3 separate regions of the Zea mays genome follow, and all the other regions are linked to region 1. The links are chromatin contacts, called in public Hi-C maps. All regions are on one chromosome and are shown on one strand. Each heading gives the region's core, a stretch centred on a gene start, on an enhancer-like site or on the middle of the called end of the contact. The rest is flanking DNA. Distances are from core to core; before and after follow the strand shown. Region 1 holds the start of LOC100282091. Region 2 holds the start of LOC100273593. Region 3 holds the start of LOC100283947 (calnexin).

Region 1 (4,875 bases), core at 1,586-4,085:
GTCCGTCAGCGGCACAGAGGGAGATCGGCCACTTCCTCGCTCATTAGGACGCCGGAGGGAAGCAGAGCATCCGCCGCGATCTCTCAGTGGACGAGGCCCGCCGGCGTGCCATCCTCGCCGCATTTCCAGCCGAGGGAGCAGACCGTCCGCGTCCTCGCTTCCTCTTGGGTGTAGCCGAGGGTCTCGACGAGTTGCCTACCACTTGGGCGTACTCCAGTGGCCGGCCACATCGATGTAAAGATCTACTGGTAGCAATCCGACGGCGATGAATGGAAAGATGCACGCGATGGAAAGGAGAGGAGGATGTGAGTACTACCGGCGAGAAGCGGACACCGACGGGATGGCGCCGGTCAGCCAGTGGCGTTCCCCTCGTGGACGCCGGTGAGCCGGTGTAGATGTCGCCGCCAGATCTCGTGCAGACGGAGCTCGTGCCGCCGCCTCCTCTGTGCCCTAGCCGCCGCCGCCTCTGTGCTGTAGAAGCGGTCTTCACGTGGCTTCTTTCCACGCCGTCGAGACGAGGTTTTTTCCCAGGCCGGGATGAGGTGGGAACTGCCGGGATGGGCCGGGATTGAGGCCCGGGCGGGGTTAAACGAACACGATTATTGTGTGGGCCGGGATTTCAACCAAGTGGGTTTGATCCATATGGTTTCTTTCCCAATCCAGACCATTCCCGGCCCAAACGAATAAGGCCTTAGGTTGCGGGGGCGAGATGCATCGTCTCGTCTGCCTGCAGTGAAAGTGATCTCACGAGGACGAGGACGGCACCCCCGCAGACAGCGACGGCGAGTACAGACCGCCAGTGTGCCCGGCATGTTTCACGGCAGATTACAGGCAGCGCACGCTACAAACACATGCGCATGCCAGCCTTCGATGGACAGCATCACGGCACGGATGCAATGGATTTAGCGCGGGTCGTTGTCGTGCTTGTGCTGCCCGATCATTTTCAAATTACTGTCCACCTGCTGCTGGATGATGTCTCGTCTAACCACTGTTGGCGCGTGCGTAGACGCAGAGCAAGTGGACATGTAAACCACTGCTTGGATTTATAAGGCCTCGATCTCTCCATCTTCAACCAAAACAGAGCAGCAGTGGCTTATCTTATTGAACAGTTTTTTTCTCTCTCTCTCTCTGCGGCGGCTTTTCTTATAAGAAAAAAAATATTTGGTAAAACTGTGTGTTTAGAAGAAGAAAAAAATGATATCTTCAGAATCAGAACCAGACAACGCCTCAAGGACTGACTAAACCCTTGGCAATCTCCACCAGGAGAACGATCTCCATCCAGCATCCAACGCGGTGCTTTGAAGAGAAGGCAGTGGACACTGGTGAGTTTGTGACTTGTTGTTGGTGCACGTGAAGAGAACTTTTTTTTTCACCCTTCGTTGGACATCGTCCCCGATCCACTTCTGCGGCCATATCTCCGGTTATTATTAACAGAATGGCCATCGCACGATTTGCCAGGACGTTCTGTGCTGTGCCACATTGCGTTCGCGCATGAACCGCGCATCAACCGTAACCGGCGCATCGCGTCCGCAGGAAGCCTCGTCTCCTGCCATGGCCTCGTGTGACGTAGCGTAACCAGTCGGCGACGAACATGTTCAGTCCATCAGGAGACGAGGACGTGGAGCGAGCCGTTCTTGGCGGCCGCGCAGACGGGGCAGGCGTCCACGCCGGCCTCGCACGCGCGGCACAGGCACAGGTGCCGGCACGGGAGCAGCAGCACGGACGCCTCGCCGGCGCCGCACGACCTGCACGCCAGCTTGGACCTGGACGCGCACGACGCGCCGCCGTCCTCGAAGCAACACGACTCGGCGTCCTCGGCCTCACCGCCTTCCTCGCGGCCGCCGCCGGCGCCATAGGGTGACTGCAGGAGCTGGTCCAGCGTGGCGCGGAGGCCAGCGGCGGCGGCCTCGTGCCTCCTGGCGACGGCCATCCACGCCTGGCACTCGGCGCCCGCCTGCCGGGCCTTCTCCTCCAGCTCCGCGCCGCGCCGGAGCGCGCGCTCGAGGTCCGTCTCCGACGCGCGCAGCCGCCCCGACGCGGCGCGCCCCACGGCGGCCAGCAGCGCGCGGGCGTGCCGCCGCCGCGCCTCCTCCAGCGCCGCGCGCATCCTCTCTGCCTGTGCACCACAAGATAATGTCTCACAGATCAGACACCGTCGGACCATGCGTTGTTGTCCCCATATGACGAAGAAGGAAGAAGTCGGTCGATTCCCAGTTATTAACCATCAATTGACAGATGATAGATGAAGATCACGACCGAACAATGGCCGCCCGTACCTCAAGTCTAACGAGCGCGTCGATCTCCACGCCGTGGCGGTGCGTCCACGACGACAGCAGTCCCCGCGAGGCCGCCACGGTCGCGCCACTTGCCACCCTCCCACTGGTGGACGCCGTGCCGGAGGCCGCCACCGCCCGGCGGCTCCGCGCGTTGACGAACGGTGCCACAGCCACAGGCAGTGGCAGCAGGCGCTCCGTGCCCGCCGGAGGCAAACCCGCGCGCTGGTCTTCTGAGAGACCACCGCCCGCTGCTGGCGCCGCCGTCTCCAGGCGCGGCCGCTTCCTCGGCAGGAAGCCGTCGTAGTTGCACCAGGCAACCTCGACGCGCGGGAAGTCGCTGAGCGCCGTCGTGGCGTCCCCGATCCGGGCCGGGGCCGGGGCCGCGGCTGGCGCGCACCCGGCGTACTCGTCCAGGAACAGGTAGCCGCCCGCCGCCTGGGCTGCTAGGTCGTGCGACAGGTGCCGCCCCTGCACGGCCATGGCAAGGCGCAAGGCGCAACTCAAGGACGACCGCGAAGGCGTTGGGCGGGCGTGGGAACCGACCGCCAGTGGGAGGAGTGAGAATGGATGGTTTGCAACCGATGTGGTTATATATATACTGTCACGGTTAGGGAAGGCATGCCATGACTCCGGCTCGGGTGGGGCGGAAGAGCGAAGACTGTGAGCCGGTGCCAACAAAAACACGTAGTAGGGGGGGCACGGCGCGCGGATGCGATCGAGGCCGGGACAAAATCGGATCGCTTTCCACCCGCCCTGGCCGGGCCGGGTGGGGCGGACGCCGTTCGCGGTTCGCCTAGCAATAGCAAGCTGCTAGCTAATCCCCATTCCAGACGGGCGGACATTCACTCGGTTTATTTCAGCGAACCAACGGAGTGATCAGATTTTTTTTACCCCGTGGTCTGCTGCTGCTGCTGCCAATATGATGGGTAGGTAGTACATACTCGATGGACTGTAGTATGTGTTATTCATTTTGCTTTCGCTTTCACGTGCGTGTATGTGATCTGTAGTAAATGGTTGTTTTTATCTCTCCGTATCTACCGTTCTTTGGTATTTTCCTTTTTTCTCCATTTCTCTCACCTTTCTCTTGGTCACATTCATGGGCTGACATCCGTTCAATTTTCTCGCTTTTCCATTTATTGATTTTTTTAATCTTTTTTCCCTATCAGATTTTATTTTCTCGCGTTCTTTGTCCTCCTCCTGTTTTTTCTCTCTCTATCTTTTTATTTATCTCTCTCTCTCTCTTTTGTATTAAACGTTGAGAAATCCGATCAAAATAAATTACATACATAAGAATTAAGAATACGTCGAGAAATCTGATGAGTGCGATATGATGTTCGGCGGTGGACGTGGACCGGGCTGGATGGATGGATCAACAAATGTTGATGGATGGGCCACACCCCACTTCCATGTTTCATGGCCGATTCAAGTCGTCTAGCTAGCTAGTGCATGTCGTCCTGGCTTTTTTTCTCTGCTTTGTTCTGGATCGGATGGGAAAGCTAAAACTAGCGCATCCGTGTCCGTGTCCGTGTCCGTGCCACTAGTAAAAGCAGCGATGTGCATCTCCGGCTGCGGCGGGGCAGCCGGTCAAAGTCTTCCCCCGTCGGAGACGGGCTTACCGCACGCGAGAAAGATCCGATCTCGCAGTCGCAGTGAAACTTCACCCTCGAACGACGAACCATGGCGATGCGATGCGACGCGGCCCAAACAGTCGCAGTCCCTGCCTGGACGACGTGCGGCTGCGGTTTCAACGCCACCCAGCGAGAAAGGCGCGCGGGAAGTCAGGAACCACGAACCATGCAAAGTGATTTTCTCCGCACGTTGCATATGGGGTTTTTTTTTTCTTCAAATGATTCGATTCCAGATGCATGCCGGCCCGGATCATTGGGTACGTTAAGTACGATCAACGACCTCCGCTGGGCTGGCAAGCTTGGAAAGACTTTAATTATCAGGCGTCAGGCTTAGCGGTTGACCGGTTATGCCAGTGGTACAAGCAGGCAAGCAGCACAGTAGTCGCCTCCTGTCCCTCTGATATGGCAAGAGTACCACTTTATGCATAAGTAGGAACTGTTTGGTTCCACCTAAGGGCTTGTTCGTTAGAGTTGGAATTGGCTGGTATGATGGCGTGATCCATGGGTGTCATCCCAACCTGGATCAAATACCAGCTCACGAAGAAATAGTTGTTCGCTTAGCCCACACGTGTTTACAAACCAGGCCCAATCCACACGAAAAACCTCAACCCCGGCCTCGAATTCGTCCACAAACCAACAGCTGTGGAACTCATCCCGGCCACACTACGCCGCCCACGGTGCGGAAGCGAGCAGTGGCGCGATTCGAGACGATGGCGACGCAAGGCTTCTTCCGCCGCTGGTCGCCCTCTTCGTCAGGGCTCTTTTCTCCTGTGAGTTCTTGCTTCCCTTCTCCTCTCCTGTGTCTATGTCCTAGGGATTGAGTTTCTTGCCGACGCTTCACACTCCGCTGATGGTCGCCGCCACCTACGGGAGCCTTGCTGCCCTCCGTTTCGGATGGAATTTCTAAACCTAAGAAAATACTAGTTTGGGCAGCAGCGGTTCTCAAAACTATTTGCTAATATAACTATTGC
Region 2 (4,875 bases), core at 947-3,446, 440 kb after region 1:
TTGATTTCTTGTCCACTTGGCTCAAAGATCAAGTTGCGTCTTGATAGAGGAGCAAGTGAGAGCTTGAAGTCCACCTCAACGTGGATTAGGGGTGATCGGCAAATCACCGATGTCATGGGATAAAATCCGGTGTCTTTCTCTTCTCGCATTACTTATTACCGTGCAAGTAATTAGTATTTCACATATTGTCTCTCTTGTATACAATTACCATAGTTGTTTCTCATAGATTGCTTACTTGTTGTCACTAGAGAATTTATACCTCTTGTCATATTGATTAAATTTCTCTAGTGTTTTTTATTTTAGTCAAAACCGTCTATTCACCCCCCTCTAGCCGGTGTCCTAGATCCTACACCGACACATCCAATGGGGAAGCATGGGCCGACCCGACATGACCCAACACTAGGCATGGATTGAGTACGAGCCGTGTCAAACGACCCACAACCTGGTCTCGACCCGACCCGACCCGAACCAGACCTGAGGTTTGAACAAATCTAGTATTGGCCATGGTGAAAGCTTTGCTGGTCGACGAAGTTCAGTGGGCTCTAAAGTTTATTCCTCCATGTATGTATGATCTCTCCATGCCAATCTAGGGGAAAAGGTCTCTCGTTTTTTTATTTTATCCTCTCTCTCCCGCTAAGAAGCATCACAAACAAACCAATCTAGGGCTAGTTTGAAAACTGAAATTCCCTTCAGGATTAAAGAGGATTGGAGAGGAAATTAGTTCATTTCCATCTCAACCCCCTCCAATCCCGAAGGGGATTTGAGGTTCTCAAAGTAGCCCCTAGAGGGAAAAAGGTCCTAATAACTATCAATATTTTTTGCCTATGCGTTTGTGTATTTATACCCTAAAGAAAACACTGGTTCAAATTAATCTAGATCCACCTAACAAATGACCCCAGCTGAGACGTGTTTTCGTGTACCTCGTTTTGTACACACAAAAAGTCCACATGTGTTTGGTTTGGCTTTTGGCTTTTGCTCCATAAAAGCCAAACCAAAGGGTTGAATCTTGAAAGCAGCTTTTTCTAAAAGCCGACTTTCTTGTAGTGCAAAATTGAAAGCACCTATGAAACTGCTTTTAGCGGCTTTCCACCAAACAATTTTTAGTTTTTTAGCAATTCACAGCCCACAACATTTTTTTTCACAGCCACAACCCAACCAAACAGACCCTTACATTGATCCGTCCAGATCTCTCTTCCTCATCCTTTCTCTCACTCACATCTAACGACCAAGGACATCCGTATCATCCCGCCCTTACGTACGACCCCACCCGCACCCTCACGCCCCTCCCCCGCACTGCTATCTCCCTTGTTCTCTTTCTCTTGCTCTATTCTCTGTCGTTGATCTAGATGGAGGGAGCAAGGTTGCATTCAGCGGGGGCGTTGGCTCCAAGCTAGGGATGCGTGAGGACGACGCCATGGCGAGTACCTCCTCCAATAGGCATTTTTCTAGTAGTGTTATTAGTAGAACTTAAATTACTAGTTGTTTGTTTATTTTTTTATAAACACTTAATAATATGACGGACGATGAATAGAATGTCACGAACATCAGGTTCAAAATATTTATTTTAACGATACTACACACATTAAAGTTAACTACTTGATTAATATTTTTAGTTACTGACACGATTCTAGTCAGTAAAATGTAAACCACACCTCAGTCTCAGTCCTCCTCCCTGTCTAGCATTTGACCGGTTCAACCAAAATGCAGTAGAGGTTAACTGTACTCCGGCAACTTTACGTAAGGCAGAGTTAGGTTTTTTAGGTTGATAGTGGAAAAGTTAACAGATAAGTCTCTCGCAACTTTATGTAAGGCAGAGTTAAGTTTTTTTAGATTGATAATAGAAAAGTCGACAGATAAGTCATCTTTATTGTACTTCTACAGAACTATATACATAAAATTTTCACCTGATACAGCTTCTCATTCCTTTTCCTCGTCCTTTCCCTCGTTCGAGTCTCTGCCCTTCGCCACATTGGTTCGGACTTCACGTGTGCATGTGAACTTTGGGGCTAAACTGGGTATATGTAGTATGGGCTGGGTATGGAGTATGGGTTTTCACGTTAGGGGCCTTGCACTGCGTTGTGGGCAAGTTAGGTGCCTTATTCTGCAGCCCATACAGAACTGGGCCCATCTTCCGACCCATCAGGTCCAAAACCAGTATCTTTTTATCATCCCTTTTTTTTTCTTTCAATGGACGTCGCCGAGAAAACTCAAATCGAATCCCCAAATCCTTCGCCGGCGATTCCACTCCAAGTCTCGATCGGAAAAGCGCAGAAGAGCAACGGAATCCCAATTCCCAAAGGGACAAGGCAAAGCTAACTTCTCCTTCTTCCCATCCTTCCTCATCCCGTCGGATCAATGCCAGCGGGAGCAAATTCGAAGCCGCTGCCGAAATTGTGGCCGGTTGACCGGTGTTTCCAGCCCATCCCCCCGTTGCACGCGGCGAGGTAGAGGAGTTTCCGCCGTCAACTCCATCCGATCGGCGTAGGGTCGCGGGGTGCCGACAACTTTGGTCCCCGCTCCCCACTTGGGCGCCACGGTCGCTGCGCATGCCGCGGGCTCCCGCGCCCACTGGACCCCGGTAACACCGCACGGCGCCTCGCTCCGCGTGCCCGCCCGCTGCCAGCTCCATGCCAACCGCCGCGGCTACATAGGTAGCTGCGCGCTGGCTGAAGGCTCCTGCAGTGCGCGTTGAAGGCTTTCGCTGCGTGTTGTGCGTTCTGCTTGAATTTCGGTCTGAGTTTGGATGGGCCAGATGGTGAGTTGGCGAGCATCTGCCGTGTTGTATCGTGTCGTACGTTGTCGTGACGGCGTTATTCTTGACTCACTGACCAGTGAGCTCGTTCTGACGATGTGTTAACGATGAATCCGTGCAGATTTCGGGTGATAAATCCGACGAACAGACAGCACGCGACGGTACATGTGCAATCCATGCAACTTGTGTTCTCCTTGTCTATTCACGCTCACGTTCTTGAAGCGTGAAGTGCTAGTTTCTGCCCCTCTAGTTCGTTGTTTTGGCTCTTTAATAAAGTTTCTCATGGAATGTGGTTATTGTCTTGTTCTTTTTTTACAGATGGAATCATCAAGAATGGAAGGGAAATCCTATTTCAGGTGAGAATTTGTCCATGCTTACCTCTTGCTATCATGCTAAGGATCAAATTTGATGAATAGAAACATTATCAAAGCTCTATTCATGTGAATGGATCTAATTCAGTTGCTTAAGCACAAAAAGACCATTTTAATAGAAAGATTGATACTATTATTTTTTTCAGTTTGTGATAGATGATTCTAAAATTTGTGACCTGTTGTTTATGTGTCACCATAATCTATGTTTACCTCGATATGGGCCACTACTAGGATTCTAGTTCAATGTAGGTTTGAGTGTTTCTTGCATGCTACAGCACCTGTTTATGCTTGTTGAGTTGTTTTAACAGCTAAGACATAGGCTTCGTTTGGTTTCCCCAAGATAATAGAATCTGCAGCGGGTGGGGTATCCGAGAAAATACGGCGAGCTCTTGATTGTGAGATTTTGTTTCTTCGTGCACAGAATCCAAAGCACAGAATAAGCTACATTTGGAAGTCTAATGTGTTCTCAGTATTAGATTTCCATTATCCCCCGTAAACCAAACACAGCCTATAGATGAGCTAACAAGCTTTAGTTCTCTTGCGTATTTTCCTGATATCGATATGTGTTAGGCTTTTAACTGGGAATCCAATAAGCACAACTGGTGGAGTATTTTGGAGGAAAAAGTAACCGATCTTGCGGAATCTGGGTTTACGTCAGTGTGGCTTCCTCCTCCAACACAGTCATTATCTCGAGAAGGTAAGCTAAACAACATCCTCTCTTAGATGAAGCTTAGTAGTTGCAGAAGTCTGAAGTCTGAGTTGTTTTTTCACAGGCTATCTACCACAGAATCTGTACTGCCTTGACTCATGTTATGGTTCCCTCCATGAGCTAAAATTGTTGCTTCATAAAATGAGCGAACATAATGTAAGGGCTATGGCAGATGTTGTTATCAACCATCGAATTGGAACTACTCAAGGATCCAATGGCATGTATAATCGTTATGATGGCATCCCAGTATCATGGGATGAACATGCTGTTACATCTTGTTCTGGCGGGAAGGTATTTAGATTGTCTTGTTTTAACCTTTTACTTGGCACTGTATCTTGATGTATATTCTCTCGAGCCACTCATAACTTCAATGCAACTTCACTATCAGGGAAACAAGAGCACTGGGGATAACTTTGATGGGGTTCCCAATATAGATCATACACAACCATTTGTACGCAAAGATATTATCGAATGGTTGATCTGGCTTCGAAAATCAGTTGGTTTTCAAGATTTTCGCTTTGATTTCACGAAAGGGTAAATAGTTAATTGGCTAGACTACTATCCACTATGAAAGAAAGAAATTACTTGTCAAACTAATATATTTGTGTGCTAACTTGCTGATTTGTCAACCTTTTCTTTAGTGCAGTTATGCAGCCAAGTTTGTAAAAGAATACATTGAGGAATCAAAACCTCTTTTTGCAGTTGGGGAATACTGGGATAGCTGTGAATATAGCCCCCCTGACTACCGACTGAACTATAATCAAGGTAACAGATTTATAGTAGCATTCTTACTGACTACTTGAGCTAGTGCCATATTTTTTGTCATAAGCACTCTTCAGTCCCTTGATTGGCAGCATGAACGATGAAGGTTAAATTTTAACTATTTTCACTATCTAAAACTTATGCCTTTATTCTAGTTATAGCCCCCCTGACTACCGACTGCTATGTAAGTTGTCTGACATGTGAGGGGTAATTTACAGTTCCAAATTTAAGGCAGTTTATTTGATTTCTTTCTCATATGCTTATGGATGACACTGACTAGT
Region 3 (4,875 bases), core at 1,213-3,712, 270 kb before region 1:
TAATGCCAGGTTCCAAGCCATCAACAAAACGATTTACAATAGCAAATATGTTAAATGAAGGGTCATGAGCTAGAATTTGATGCACCAGAGTATTGAAGTGCTCAACATATATTCCGTGACAGTGTCAACTTGCTTGATGTGAAAGAACCGATGAACTAAATGGTTGTGATGATCACGCTCAAAGCGGGCACACACCGCTGAGCAAAACTAAGTCCACTGTGTTTCGCAAAGCTTTTTTCCATAGACTATAACCAAAAAACGACTGAACCGACGAAGTGCATGATTGCTACTTTGACCCATAATTCACCCGGGACAACAAACACATCAAAGTAGGACTCGCACTTTGCCATCCACATCTTCGTATGGTGACCATCGAACTAAGGAAAACTCATTTGAGGTAAGGCTGCCATCATATGAGGCGAATAAGATGGCCACATGGGTTCAACATGAGGAAGTAAGGTAGATGAAGGGGAATCCGGATGCAAAAGGGTTTTGTTACCTGCAACCGGAGATGGTGTTAGGGTGGTGACAACCCCAAAACCATCACTCCGGTAAGCTGTAGCAGGGCGGTGATCGTAGAGGTCCGGTACAGACTGATGCCGTGATGTCGATGTAGAGACTTCCAGCGTCGCTTGATCCTTCAATAGCACACCTTCGAACACCTTCGATGCATGAATGTGTGGTGGGCGCAGACCATCACCTCTTCACTTTGTTCGACAGGTGTCCCACATTTTCATGCAGGTGACCCACATCGTCCTCGGTCTAGGGCTTAGATGCTATGTTTACCTCAATGGCTTGCTTGATGGAATCATTCTGGACTTGTAAAGATTGCAGCAGCTGAGAGAGATCGGCTAAACTCTTCTCCATGTTGTCGATTTGTTTTGCCCCCTTGCCTGATTTTAAGGGCGAAGAGTATACTCAGATGGATCCGCTAGGATCGCAACAAGAATCTAATACCAATTGTGAGAGATAGATGGTGATGATAGCGAGCCCCGCCCCTGAAACTATCCTTCTCTCACGAAGTTATAGAGTTTTACTAGAATTCTCGACGAACAGAAGGGATTCACTCACACATGACGTCACCGTCTAGACACAACCAGCGCCAACTCCTTCCCCAAGCTAAGTCTCCAACTCCCACATGGCCTCAGTTACATACGCTCGCCAACAGTGTACCCCCATTGCTGGGTCCAATCTAGCCCAAATACTCTGGTGCTTTGCTTCTTCACCCGAATACCCTTTGGTGCCTCTCTGTCGTCGTCTATTACCTTGACAGACTGTTACACATGAGGGGCATGACGTACGAAAGAGAGGAACAACCCATAATTGTTGAACTGTTGAAACTCTACCACTTATAAAATTTACGTGGTATTTTTAGTTCCCCTGACTAAAATTTAGTTTGTATCATATCAATTATCTAAATATCAATTATAAATATTAAATATAGACATAATTAGGTTCAATAGTTTCGTTTTGTCTTTTAGTCTTTATCTGTACAATTAATCTTATAATTAGACTATATTTACTATCCGTAGTTATCATTTAAACATTTGATATGACATTAGGTGAAACCAAACACCCCATAAGAGCATGTACAACCCACAAACAATAGTTGTCTATATGTATATTACAAACAGGTATATACAATATAAATAATAAGTCATACAGTAGGTTACCTATCATGTGTGGAACAAGGACCAAAGAAGTCATACATTGGTTGTCTTACCGTCTCTTGTATTGGAGCATAGGCCGAAACCGTGTCTTCACTAAAGGACGATCTATGCCTATCTTCTCCTTAATTAGCATCCACGTCGAATTTTTTTTATTTAATTGTAGCTTACGTGACTTTAGAGACGTCGTATTTAACGGCGCTGTATGTGCCCTAAGGCTATTCACAATAATGATTTTATAGTGGTTTCACACACATTTAATAGTGTGTCACATCAACTTTTTTTTCCAATGTCTTAGAAACCATGGAGACCTCCATTGAAAATGATTTGTTTCTCTTCACATATTTTACTAATTTGTATTGGTCATTGAGTTGCAATATTTAATTGACATGTTAATGTATGAAATAGTGAAGTGAAATTTTACATTAAGAGACATTATTTTATTCATAGTTTTATAGCATTTTTGATGATATGTCAGTGTTGAAAAAAGTGGTACAAAATTGTCATCGAGAATATCTAAAGTCAGTAGAAGGCCTCTGTATTCACTGGAGATGCCGGCTGGCCGGATACCACCGTCGTGCGTGTTCGTGGGGCGGCTGACATGGCGTCCTACAAGAGCAAAGCGTCACGAGTCAGACGTGGCAGCGTGCAATTGGTCAGCACCACGTCCCGCGCCCTCCCATTGGTCGGAACAAGTCACACCAAGGCCTTCTCCTCGCAACTGCCGGCCCTGCTACCCACCGTTCCTTTTCCTCTCTCCTGATCTCAGCCGTGTAGCCTCTCCACCGCGCCCACTTCTTATACTGCCAGCGTCTGCTCCCTCTCGCGGAGGCCTCGCTCTGGTTGGAAGGTTTGGAGAAACTCCCCGGCTCGAGGAGATCGTGACATTGAGAGGACGATGGGAGGGCGCGCGCTCCTCCTCCTCCTCCTGGTCTCGGCGTTGGTCTTTCAGATCCACGCCTCCGACCCGGTAATCTAAGCCAGCCTGTTGCGATTTCGCTATCTTTTTTCCCTCGGAACTTTGTGGGTGAGATTTGTGATGGTCACTCCGGGTTTCGGTGTTGTTGTTTGCAGCTGCTGTACGAGCCGTTCGATGAGGACTTTGAGGGGAGATGGGTCGTCTCCAAGAAGGATGAATACCAAGGTAAGCGCGCGCATTTTTTTTCTCTCGCTCGTTATGGTTTCGCTAGATCTGTTTAGATCCGTGGGTTTAGTGGGGTTATGGGAGCTTCTTCGTCCGAGATCGCACTTTCCCGTGTTTAAACTGAGAGGTAACTGTGCAATTACTCATGAGATCCACGATTGATACTGTCAGTCATGTATGTTGTCAATCATGTATGTGCTTTAGTTTGTCCGGATGTGCTTCGCTAGCAGCACCGCTCTAGATGCAGAGCTATGGCTAGTCTCCACATTCCAACGTACTATATGCAATCGAGGAGTGTTCTTGCCTTCCAGCTTACAGTATAACTTTTTGAGTGTGCCAACACAAGTTACAATGGTCTGTAGCTCTAACGAACAGAGGATCATTGGAGTGACTGGTTTCTCTGTGTGTGCAGTGTGCTCATTGTTGATATGGATGGTTGATGTTTCTGTAACTGCCAAAATGTACTGATGCTCAGATAATCGAAAGTAGCCTCATCTATTCCTAACTGGAGGGAGTGATTAACTTGTACTAGATTATAGGATGAGACATCAGGAGATATTTTGAATAATAATTTTATCTATATGCATGTGTTAATGAACTACGTCATCCAAAAAATAATAAAATTGTCAGTATGTTCAGTTTGCTAGTGGTATTTTTATATTCCTGTAATTCTGTGCCCACATTAAACACTCTTCATATGAAGTAAGCTTGCGGTACTAAGTTTTAGTAGGTGCCTGTTAGATCTTTCTGGTTATCTGGTATGCTATTTATCTGTGAATATTGGTGTCATTTGTTATAATTTGAATATGCATCTATGCAACCTTTGTGCACCAAACACACCATAATTAATTTGACTAATTGTTAGTCAAAGTTTGCAAAGTTACACTTTCCGAAACAACATGTTGCTTGCATATGTGGATGAAGGGAGTAGTATCCTGGTTCTGTAATGCCATTTTAAACAGTATTGCAATCCTTATTTTAACTGCTTGTTGCCTGCCACTGTTTGAACATTGTAGTCATAATTTCTGTTCTTTTTTGTGTGTTTCATAGCTTAATGCCTACATACTCTGTTTTGTAGGTGTGTGGAGGCATGCCAAGAGTGATGGTCATGAGGACTATGGCCTCCTTGTTAGTGAGAAGGCAAGGAAATACGCCATAATCAAGGAGCTTGATGAGCCAGTTACCTTGAAGGATGGGACAGTGGTCCTGCAGTTTGAAGTGAGACTTCAGAATGGCCTTGAATGCGGAGGTGCCTACATTAAGTACATCCGCCCTCAGGATGCTGGATGGGATGCCAAGGAGTTTGATAATGAGACTCCATACACTATTATGTTTGGTCCAGATAAGTGTGGATCAACCAACAAGGTTCATTTCATCCTTAAGCACAAGAATCCTAAGACTGGAAAGTATGTTGAGCATCATCTCAAATTCCCACCATCTGTCCCATATGACAAGCTCTCTCATGTCTACACGGCTATCTTGAAGCCAGACAATGAGGTCAAAATTTTGGTAGATGGGGAAGAAAAGAAGAAGGCGAACTTCCTTTCTGCTGATGATTTTGAGCCAGCACTTATCCCATCCAAGACCATTCCTGACCCTGATGACAAGAAGCCGGAGGACTGGGATGAGAGAGCTAAAATTCCTGATCCAGATGCAGTAAAGCCTGATGACTGGGATGAGGATGCCCCGATGGAAATTGTGGATGATGAAGCCACCAAGCCTGAGGGATGGTTGGATGATGAACCTGAGGAGATTGATGATCCTGAGGCAGCCAAGCCTGAGGACTGGGACGATGAGGAGGATGGTGAATGGGAGGCGCCAAAGATTGACAACCCCAAGTGTGAAGAGGCACCTGGATGTGGCGAGTGGAAGAGGCCAATGAAGCAGAATCCTGCTTACAAGGGCAAGTGGCATGCACCTATGATTGACAACCCCAACTACAAGGGAATCTGGAAGCCTCAGGAGATCCCCAACCCTGAGTACTTTGAGCTTGACAAGCCTGACTTTGATCCAATTGCTGCTATTGGGATTGAGATCTGGACAATGCAGGATGGCATCCTGTTT

What was found. A called contact is a pair of places that touch in the nucleus more often than the background predicts.
Region 2: a contact with region 1 is called in a Hi-C map of ear, with 5 times the contacts expected there. The contact joins the promoter of LOC100273593 here to the promoter of LOC100282091 in region 1. A contact is called at or near these places in 3 of 25 Hi-C or Micro-C datasets (bundle sheath, ear and tassel).
Region 3: a contact with region 1 is called in a Hi-C map of leaf, with 6 times the contacts expected there. The contact joins the promoter of LOC100283947 here to the promoter of LOC100282091 in region 1. A contact is called at or near these places in 4 of 25 Hi-C or Micro-C datasets (ear and leaf).

The regions. Positions count from the first base shown.
Region 1 is chr2:63,264,868-63,269,742 of Zm-B73-REFERENCE-NAM-5.0, reverse strand. LOC100282091 reads right to left here and starts at 2,835. Exons shown (of 2, transcript NM_001371822.1): 1 at 2,277-2,835; 2 at 1,068-2,116. The coding sequence starts at 2,756. The coding sequence ends at 1,604.
Region 2 is chr2:62,819,761-62,824,635 of Zm-B73-REFERENCE-NAM-5.0, reverse strand. It overlaps LOC100273593, which reads left to right and starts at 2,196. Exons shown (of 12, transcript NM_001148010.1): 1 at 2,196-2,755; 2 at 2,874-2,913; 3 at 3,071-3,108; 4 at 3,694-3,820; 5 at 3,897-4,123; 6 at 4,221-4,366; 7 at 4,479-4,597. The coding sequence starts at 2,744.
Region 3 is chr2:63,530,701-63,535,575 of Zm-B73-REFERENCE-NAM-5.0, reverse strand. LOC100283947 (calnexin) reads left to right here and starts at 2,462. Exons shown (of 6, transcript NM_001156845.1): 1 at 2,462-2,637; 2 at 2,742-2,811; 3 at 3,890-4,875. The coding sequence starts at 2,566. It overlaps LOC103646531 (a long non-coding RNA gene), which reads right to left. Exons shown (of 3, transcript XR_562248.3): 3 at 1-893.